Regions from separate parts of the Hordeum vulgare genome. Here region 2 is linked to region 1. Evidence: chromatin contacts called from public Hi-C data. All regions are on one chromosome and are shown on one strand. The core of a region is the stretch at or near the end of the contact, and the rest is flanking DNA. Distances in the headings are between cores, read along the strand shown. Region 1 has its middle 62 kb from the start of LOC123442897. Region 2 holds the start of LOC123442897 (protein NDL1-like).

Region 1 (4,040 bases), core at 1,523-4,022:
ATTCAAAAATAAATGGGATAGTATGAAGAAGGAGTACACCAATTGGATGACCTTCAAGAACAAGACAACAGGTTTAGGTTGGAATGATGAAGCAAATACTGTGGTAGCTGATGATGATTGGTGGAAGAAAATGGGAGAAGTAAGTTTTACTCTAGTACAGTAATTTTGAGAATGTGTGACTACAACAAAACACTATACCTACTATTATGTTTTCAGGAAAACAAGGAGTTTCTGGCATTTCGTAAACGTGGACCTGAACATTTGGATGAGATGAGCAGGATGTTTGAGAATGTCCTTGTTACTGGAGAGAGCTCATTCATGCCTGGTACAATATCTGGTACGGTGTTGCCGGAGGGTGCAGAGCTTCATAATCTTGATGATGATGATGATGATGAAGTACACGTTACTCCAAGTAACCGTGGAAAGAGAGGCGCTGGACAGCTTGAGAACCCAAAAAAGAAAAATCCTGTGCAACGTGAATTGAAGCGTATGGTTGATCATATGATTAATGAAGATGCGTCAGTTGCTTCTAGCAAAGTGACCATTGTCACTGAAACTGAAAAGATAATGGAAGAAGTAGTGATGTGTGGAGCAAAAGAAGGAAGTGATGAGCATTACATAGCAACAAAGTTGTTTGCCAAGTTGGAGAACCGTGCCTTTTTTCGTACATTCAAGACAAATGACGGCAAGATGAATTGGCTGAGCAGGATGTATGAGGACCGTAGGAAGAATTAGTGATCTATGCTATGTATCATGACATTTTATTTGCTCTTATGTTTAATTTGTTGCTACGTATGATGACATTTTGTTACGTTTAAGTTATGGCTATGTATGATGACATTATATTTGCTCTTATGTTTAATTTGTGGCTATGTATGATGATATTTTATTTGCTCTTATGTTTACATATTTGTTTATTAATATTGTGTTTTAGATGAGCACAAGTCAGAGTGAGAGTGATGAGGATGGAGTTGATTCTGAAATGGTAACAGCTGTGGCAAAAAGGAAACGGAGGGAGTATTACATGCGAGCTGCACATGTTGCCGTCATGTACGGTGAGAAGTTCTTAACCAAAAGGAATAGGAGAATTCCTATCTTGACCGGTCAACAATGGGTAACTGAAAATTTGAGTACAAACAAAGATTGCTATGCCATGTTTAGGATGTACAGACCTTGTTTTGATAGATTGCATGAGACTCTTGTGCAAAATTATGGTTTGACGTCAACAAGGAACATGAGCTCAGAGGAGTGCTTGGGTATGTTCTTGTGGATAGTTGGTGGTCCTCAATCCGTTAGCCAAGTGGAGAATCGATTCAAGCGGTCAACCGAGGTAATACACAGGAAATTCAACCATGTGCTAGAGTGCTTGAACAAGATGGCTGTAGATACTATTAAGCCAAAAGATCCGGACTTCAGAGACGTGCATGAAAGGCTTCGAGATTCTAGATTTTCACCTCACTTTGATGATTGCATTTGTGCAATTGATGGGTCTCATATCCCTGTGGTTGTTCCCGCTGAAGAGATAGTGAACCATGTTGGTCGGCATGGGTACCCAACACAGAATATCATGGCAGTATGCGACTTTGATATGAGATTCACCTCTGTAGTTGCGGGATGGCCAGGGTCGGCACATGACACAAGAATATTTAAGGATACTTTGGTCAAGTATGCAACCATGTTTCCACACCCGCCGAAAGGTAACATTACAATTGTCTATTGTATTATTACATTACCATAATACAATACCATAGTACATAACAATACATGTGTTGTTTTTCAGGTAGGTACTATCTTGTTGATTCGGGTTATCCAAATTGTGAGGGATATCTAGCTCCATACAAGTCGACAAAATACCATGTGCCAGAATTTATCCATGGTGATCCCCCCAATGGTAAAAAAGAAATCTTTAACCATGCCCATTCGTCGCTACGCAATGTCATTGAGCGTGCATTTGGTGTGTTAAAGATGAAGTGGCGTATTTTATTGCATATGCCATCTTACCCCTGTGACAAGCAAGCTTTGATCATTGTTGCTTGTATGGCACTTCATAATTTTATCAGGGACAACCACTTGAGAGATAAAGAGTTTGATAGATGTGATCGTGATGAGTACTACATGCCAGGAGATCTACTACCTCCACCTACTGGTCGGGTATCTAACATTGTGCATGGTGATGATGCTCTGATGAAAGTAACCAGGGAGAGAATAGCTGATGGATTATTGGCAGCTACAGATGAAGTTTAGTTTTACGCACTACTTTTGAGTGATGGTTGATGTACGTTTAGGATGATTGTTGGTAATTGAACGTACATTTTGAATGATGGTTTCAATTTTTAAAATATTTTACATTAATTACGATCCGTAAAGCTGCCCAAACAGCAAAGTAAACAAACAGGTAGATTCTAATTCTCAGATCCCACAGCAGGGTAAACAAACAATCTGCTTCTGATTTCAGAAATCAAGAATCACAGCTGATTCTCAGAAATCAGGATTGACAGCAGAATCTCAAAATCCAAAGCCCAAACAAAGGGGGCCTTAATAGGGACCGGATTCGGCTGTAGATGCTCTGACTGTAGCCTCGCCGGGATTACGTGTGGAGCTTGGACCGAACAGCTACGTCGTGGCGCGCGCCGCCGCGGCTCTAGCTACGCGTCGGGACCCGGCTAGCCGGCAAGGGCACGCGGCGCATGCAGCCGGCAAGGGACTCATGTTTAACGCGCCAACCGCATGTGTGCGTACGTGCACAGCGCCCAGTCGACTTCCGCGCGCGTGGCCTGCGTGGCCCTGTGCCCTGTCGGTGGATGATCGGTGACGGTGAGTGACCACTGACCAGTTCGCGTCGCTGTTTCTCTGACGATCAACACGGAGGCCAGATTAATCCGATCCATCCACACAGTGACCACGCCTCCTCAATCAATCAACCCGGTGCCATGCCCCATGAGTTGTGCGAAACCGAGCACGGTACTCAGCAATTGAATACTGCTCCACACTCAGTCTTTACTCGTGGGCTATCCGTTTCAACACGTTTATTATGCACCGGAGAGCATAACGTAACCGGGATTAACTAGTGTGTTATAGATATGGTTGGATTAGATTCCGGGGGATTTGTGGTATCTTGCATGTGACAAAGATACGAAATCGTAAGATTGTCTCCTCACCATCATCTCCGTGCATGTGGCTCGCAATCATGAAAAAGGCTAGGCCGCTAGCTAGCAACACACAGTTGCAACGCCCGGTGGTTTGCAAGTTGTTGGAACGAATGGCTCACCTTCGTCCATCCTAGCTTAACACCTCCTCACTTCGTCCCGAAATATTTATCGTAGAAATGAATTTATCTAAAAATATTTTAGTTTTACATATATCTATTTTTATTAATTTATATGATAAATAGTTTTAAACGAAAGAAGGATTTTCAGACTTAAATTTGACCATCAATTGAAAAAAAACAAGACCGGTCTGGGCTAGACTAGCCTATTGGCATTTTTTTTTAAAACTCTATGAACACAAAGCGCTTGAACCGAGACTCAAACACTGATGGGTTGGCTGCGAACTCCCGCGCCTTGACAACTAAGTTACGCTTCGTTTTCTCTGACCATTTGTTACACTCATGAAAATAGATTATACTCCTATATCATGAATAATGTGCTATTATATTCATAGTTACATTCAAAAAATAGAATTATATTATACTAGCACAAATATATGTGCGTTGCAGAGAAAAATATTGTTATCTTTCTCATGCGTCCACCTATTAATGTCTACCCCGCTCTATTGTTCGCCTTTCTCTCTCGAAGAGCAACCATAGTACCCCGGATAGCGAAATTCTTCGCATTCATCAGCAAGTCGTTTAATTAACCATCATTCAATTAGCCCACAGTGGATAGCATATTCCTTCCTTCTTTTAGCATGACTCATTCTTCTTCTCACGTTGTCGTTGTTATTCTTCGCTTAATGATTTTCAAGCCGATTTATTGAGTTAGATCGATAACAAGTAAGTCCAAAACGTATATAAATTGATGGTTTTGGTTCTAAAGGGATGA
Region 2 (4,006 bases), core at 1,117-3,616, 61 kb after region 1:
AATTATGATGATTTGATTGATTGATACGATGTTTCTTGTTTGGAATGCTAATTGCAATGCGTTCATTGATTAATACAATATTTATTTTGGAATACTAATTATCATGATTTGATTGACCGATACTATGTTTCTATTTTGAAGTGCTAATTACAATGTGTTGATTGCTAATTACGATTCTTTAGTTGGTACAATGTCATTGGGGCAATATAGGCTATCGGATCTAAGATAACGAAGGGATGATGTTTCATGTTTCTGTCATAACTTGCTTGCTTAGCAATAATAGATATTTATTTTAGGCTTTTCGTTGATCTTCGTTCATTGAGAGTAGTCGTTTCAATCGACTATGAGGCGGCTATGGTGATTTCATAATCTCAAGACGTTTTGTTGACTCAGTATATATCAAAGGTGCTCATAGGTGTGCATGCGTTTATGAAATGAGTGTACGTACGTGTATGTGAGTAGATGCAATTATACTATGTTAAAAAAATAAAAAATGCGAGTGAAAAGAATGTAAATGAACGACATCCAAGCAAAAACAAACTCTCAAATAGGACGAACAACTAAGCATAAACCGATGATTTTTTCAAAGCTCCAAGACCATGATATTATTGCCAAAAAAAACTCATATCTATTATAATAAAAGTTCATCATGAGCACAAAGCACTCTTAATACAATGCAAACTACATTGATGTCTGCGAACCATCGAACGAGCACTACTGTCACTAGAATGAGCGAATGACACGTTGTAGTCATCGCTCTTCTCTTGTTAGGTCATTCACCATCTCTTGTTATTAAATATCACTCTTCATTTGAGAAAGATTAATTCTTTTTATAGTGATTTTTTTTATGTTGTGGCCTATCTCATTACAAAATTTGCCTCAAATACTGTTAAGAGTAATCGTACTTAGCTCGAAACTAGCTTGAGATCGACTTGAGATCGTTACAAGCTAAGCATGAGCCACTTTCTACAACTCGACCTTAAGCTTTGCACATTTTGAGCTTGCTGGAATTTTAATATGGGTTGAGCTGATCCTAGACCAAATTTTTTGAACTCGGCTCGTTTGCATCCCTAAATAGTCAGGTATTCTTGGTGTATGTGCCTCTAAAGACAAGCGGCCTATAGTTGTAGTCGTCAACATTGAAACCCCGAATCAAGCCGAAGCACATGTCACCAGAACTCGTCGACACGCACAACAAGAGACCCCACCTTGCCGCCCCAGAAGACCACATGAATATGTCTTGGAAGAGCTTTGTCCTGTTGAATGAATTTGAGGTGGGTGCCCAAAAGAACATCTCGGCGACGAAGCACCACCATCACGGAGTATCGCCTCTGCAAGGTCCACACCATCCTCGCCCCGCCATCCTGATGGTACGAAACACCACCGGAGCAAATGCAAATTAGTGAAGAATTTATTCCATGCCAATGGTGCCATCGTCGTCTGGTTGCCGCCGATCGGCAACCCTTAAACTATTCTCGTTGTCGAAGCGATAAATGGAAGGAGACGGTTAATGTCCTGGAGGTGGGTAGATCGGCACTGCCCCCTTTTTTTTGTCTTGGTAGCGATAGTAGGGAGGAAAAGACCCTCCATAGCTCTATAACCATTTGATCTTCAAGGCACTAGATTGGATGTCTCATAGTGTATATGAATCGAAATGAAATTCCAACCTATAACAATGAACTCTCAAAAAAGTACACATTCTATGTGTAAGCATCCATCCATGAGTCATGAAAAGCTCCATGAACCATAACCATTTGATCTTTAAGGCACTAGATTGTACTATGTCTCATAGTGTATATGAATCGAAATGAAATTCCAATCTATAACAATGAACTCCCAAATAGTACACATTCTATGAGTCATGAAAAGCTCCATGAACCACAATCTCCACAACACTGGATTGCATGGCACATAACCTTTTGTGAACAACGCGAACTCCAAACTAAAAGAACAAAGCTTGCCAAACTATAAATAGCACACAAACTTTTGCACTGTGGAAACGAGAAGAAAAATAGACGACATCGCATTGACCATTGGACTGGAAAAAATAGGCCATGGACTGCGAATTCCCAACGCGTCCCACGAGGGCCGAAACGGGCGTGCCCGTAGCAGACCGCCCGTTGCCCACGCCTTCACACCGGCGGAGCGGAGCAAAACGCTAGGGCCACACGCAGTTCAGACGCACGACCCCACGACGCCCGTCGACATGTGGGCCCGCCCAAAACGAGCCAACAACGTGTGGATCTAAAAAACTAGTCTCCGGCTTGTCCCATTCTAGTCACCCACCGGTAAGCTCACCGCCGTCGGTGGCGAGTTTATTTCTGGGCCGCGACGCCCTCGCGTATATATGCACGCGATAGACGCCAAGGGTGGGGGGAAGGAGGAGACAGAGCGAGAGAGCCGGAAGAGGAAGAGGAAGAGGCGAGCGACGACGACGACGAGGAGGAGGAGGAAGGGGTTGTTGGTGGGCTGTTGAGAGGAAGCTTCTGGAAGCCGCCATGGGGGACTCGAGCGGGTCGGTGTCCATCGACGTGGAGCGGATCTACTTCGGCGGCAAGGTCCGTGCTCGCATTCCGGTTCTTGATTGATTGATTCCCCTCCCTCGGTTCGACGGTGGGCGCATTCTTGCGCGGAGGATTGATTTGTGTAGGGCGAGCTCCGTGGGGGGTTTCTGTTTGCTTGTTTGGTTCGTTGGGGTGGTTGGGCAGAGGAGCTTGTTCTTGCTGATTTCTGCCCCTTTATTGTTATCCCCACCTCTTCTTAATCAGTTGCAAAAATTGAGGAGGATGATAGCATGCCATATTGCTAGCATGCTTCCTCTGTGGGGGGAAACCACAAATTGTACTATTATGGATTAGAAATATTAGCTGCTGCGTGGCTTGTTTGTTGTGGTTGCAATTTGCAATGCTGGTCATGAGTAGGAACAAGAAGAAACCAGGCTTAGAATTTAAGGGTATTTCATTTTGAATGTGTAATTGCAACGGCCCCTGGTTTACGATTACAAGCATGCGAAGCAACGTCAGGAAGCGTGCTCATGCTATTTCTGTGTGTTAAGCAAACGCATGGCGCCTGCCTGCTTGCTTTACCAAGGAAGGAGCATCTCTGGTCAATTTTGGGGGATGGTCTAAATTGGAATGGCTTGTTTACAGCTGTTGCTAAATACGTTTCCTTGTGCCATGTGATTTATCAGGAGCATCCTGTGAGAACAAGATACGGCCCTGTATCTGTATCCGTGTACGGAGACGAAGACAAGCCAGCGCTCATAACGTACCCGGATGTAGCTCTGAATTGTGAGTGCTGTCGTTTTCTTTGTGGTTGGTGTTATAAATTTTGATATAATACCAGGGTTGCTCATGTGTTGTATTCCTGTTTGGTAGACATGTCCTGCTTCCAAGGATTGTTCTTCTGCCCAGAGGCTGCGTCCCTGTTGCTTCACAATTTTTGTATCTACCATATTACTCCTCAAGGCCATGAGGTCAGTAGTCATCATCATCTGTTCCTCCATGTTTTACATGGTCATCTGCCATTCTGCCCCTATGACCTCTGGTTCTTACATGTTTGTCTTTCATGGCATCTGCTGTCTTACAGTTGGGAGCAGCTCCGATTCCATCGGATGTACCTGAGCTATCTGTTGATAATCTCGCGGATCAGGTCGCGGATGTTCTTGATTTCTTCGGGTAAAATATCTGATAATTGGCTTACTTTCTTGTTATCCTGTCGGTGCCTAAAGGAGTCCTCTGATGTTATTGTGGCATTGTTCTTGCAGTTTAGGGTCTGTGATGTGCATGGGTGTCACCGCCGGTGCCTACGTGCTTACCCTCTTTGCAGTAAGTGGTTGCACGATTAGTCCTTTAAAGCTTGCTATCTGATTTTGGCTAACGATTTGTTTTATATGTTATCCCAGGCAAAGTACAGGGAAAGGGTTCTTGGCCTGATGTTGGTTTCACCTCTATGCAAAGCCCCATCTTGGAGTGAGTGGTTGTATAACAAGGTAACAATTGACACT

Evidence for each region. A called contact is a pair of places that touch in the nucleus more often than the background predicts.
Region 2: a Hi-C map of leaf shows a contact between it and region 1, with 4 times the contacts expected there. The contact joins the promoter of LOC123442897 here to the enhancer-like site in region 1. A contact is called at or near these places in 1 of 6 Hi-C or Micro-C datasets (leaf) and 1 of 1 datasets of contacts at active chromatin or transcription factors (embryo).

What each region holds. Positions count from the first base shown.
Region 1 is chr3H:44,765,254-44,769,293 of MorexV3_pseudomolecules_assembly, forward strand. No RefSeq gene overlaps it. Among protein-coding and RNA genes, the nearest start is that of LOC123442897, 62 kb to the right of the region's middle. Within about 2 kb of position 2,773, at least 3 of the 3 cell types and tissues checked have open chromatin away from gene starts, as enhancers often do. A contact at or near this core is called in leaf, where this site is marked.
Region 2 is chr3H:44,826,658-44,830,663 of MorexV3_pseudomolecules_assembly, forward strand. It overlaps LOC123442897 (protein NDL1-like), which reads left to right and starts at 2,367. Exons shown (of 11, transcript XM_045119077.1): 1 at 2,367-2,558; 2 at 3,191-3,290; 3 at 3,378-3,475; 4 at 3,589-3,677; 5 at 3,767-3,827; 6 at 3,905-3,991. The coding sequence starts at 2,499.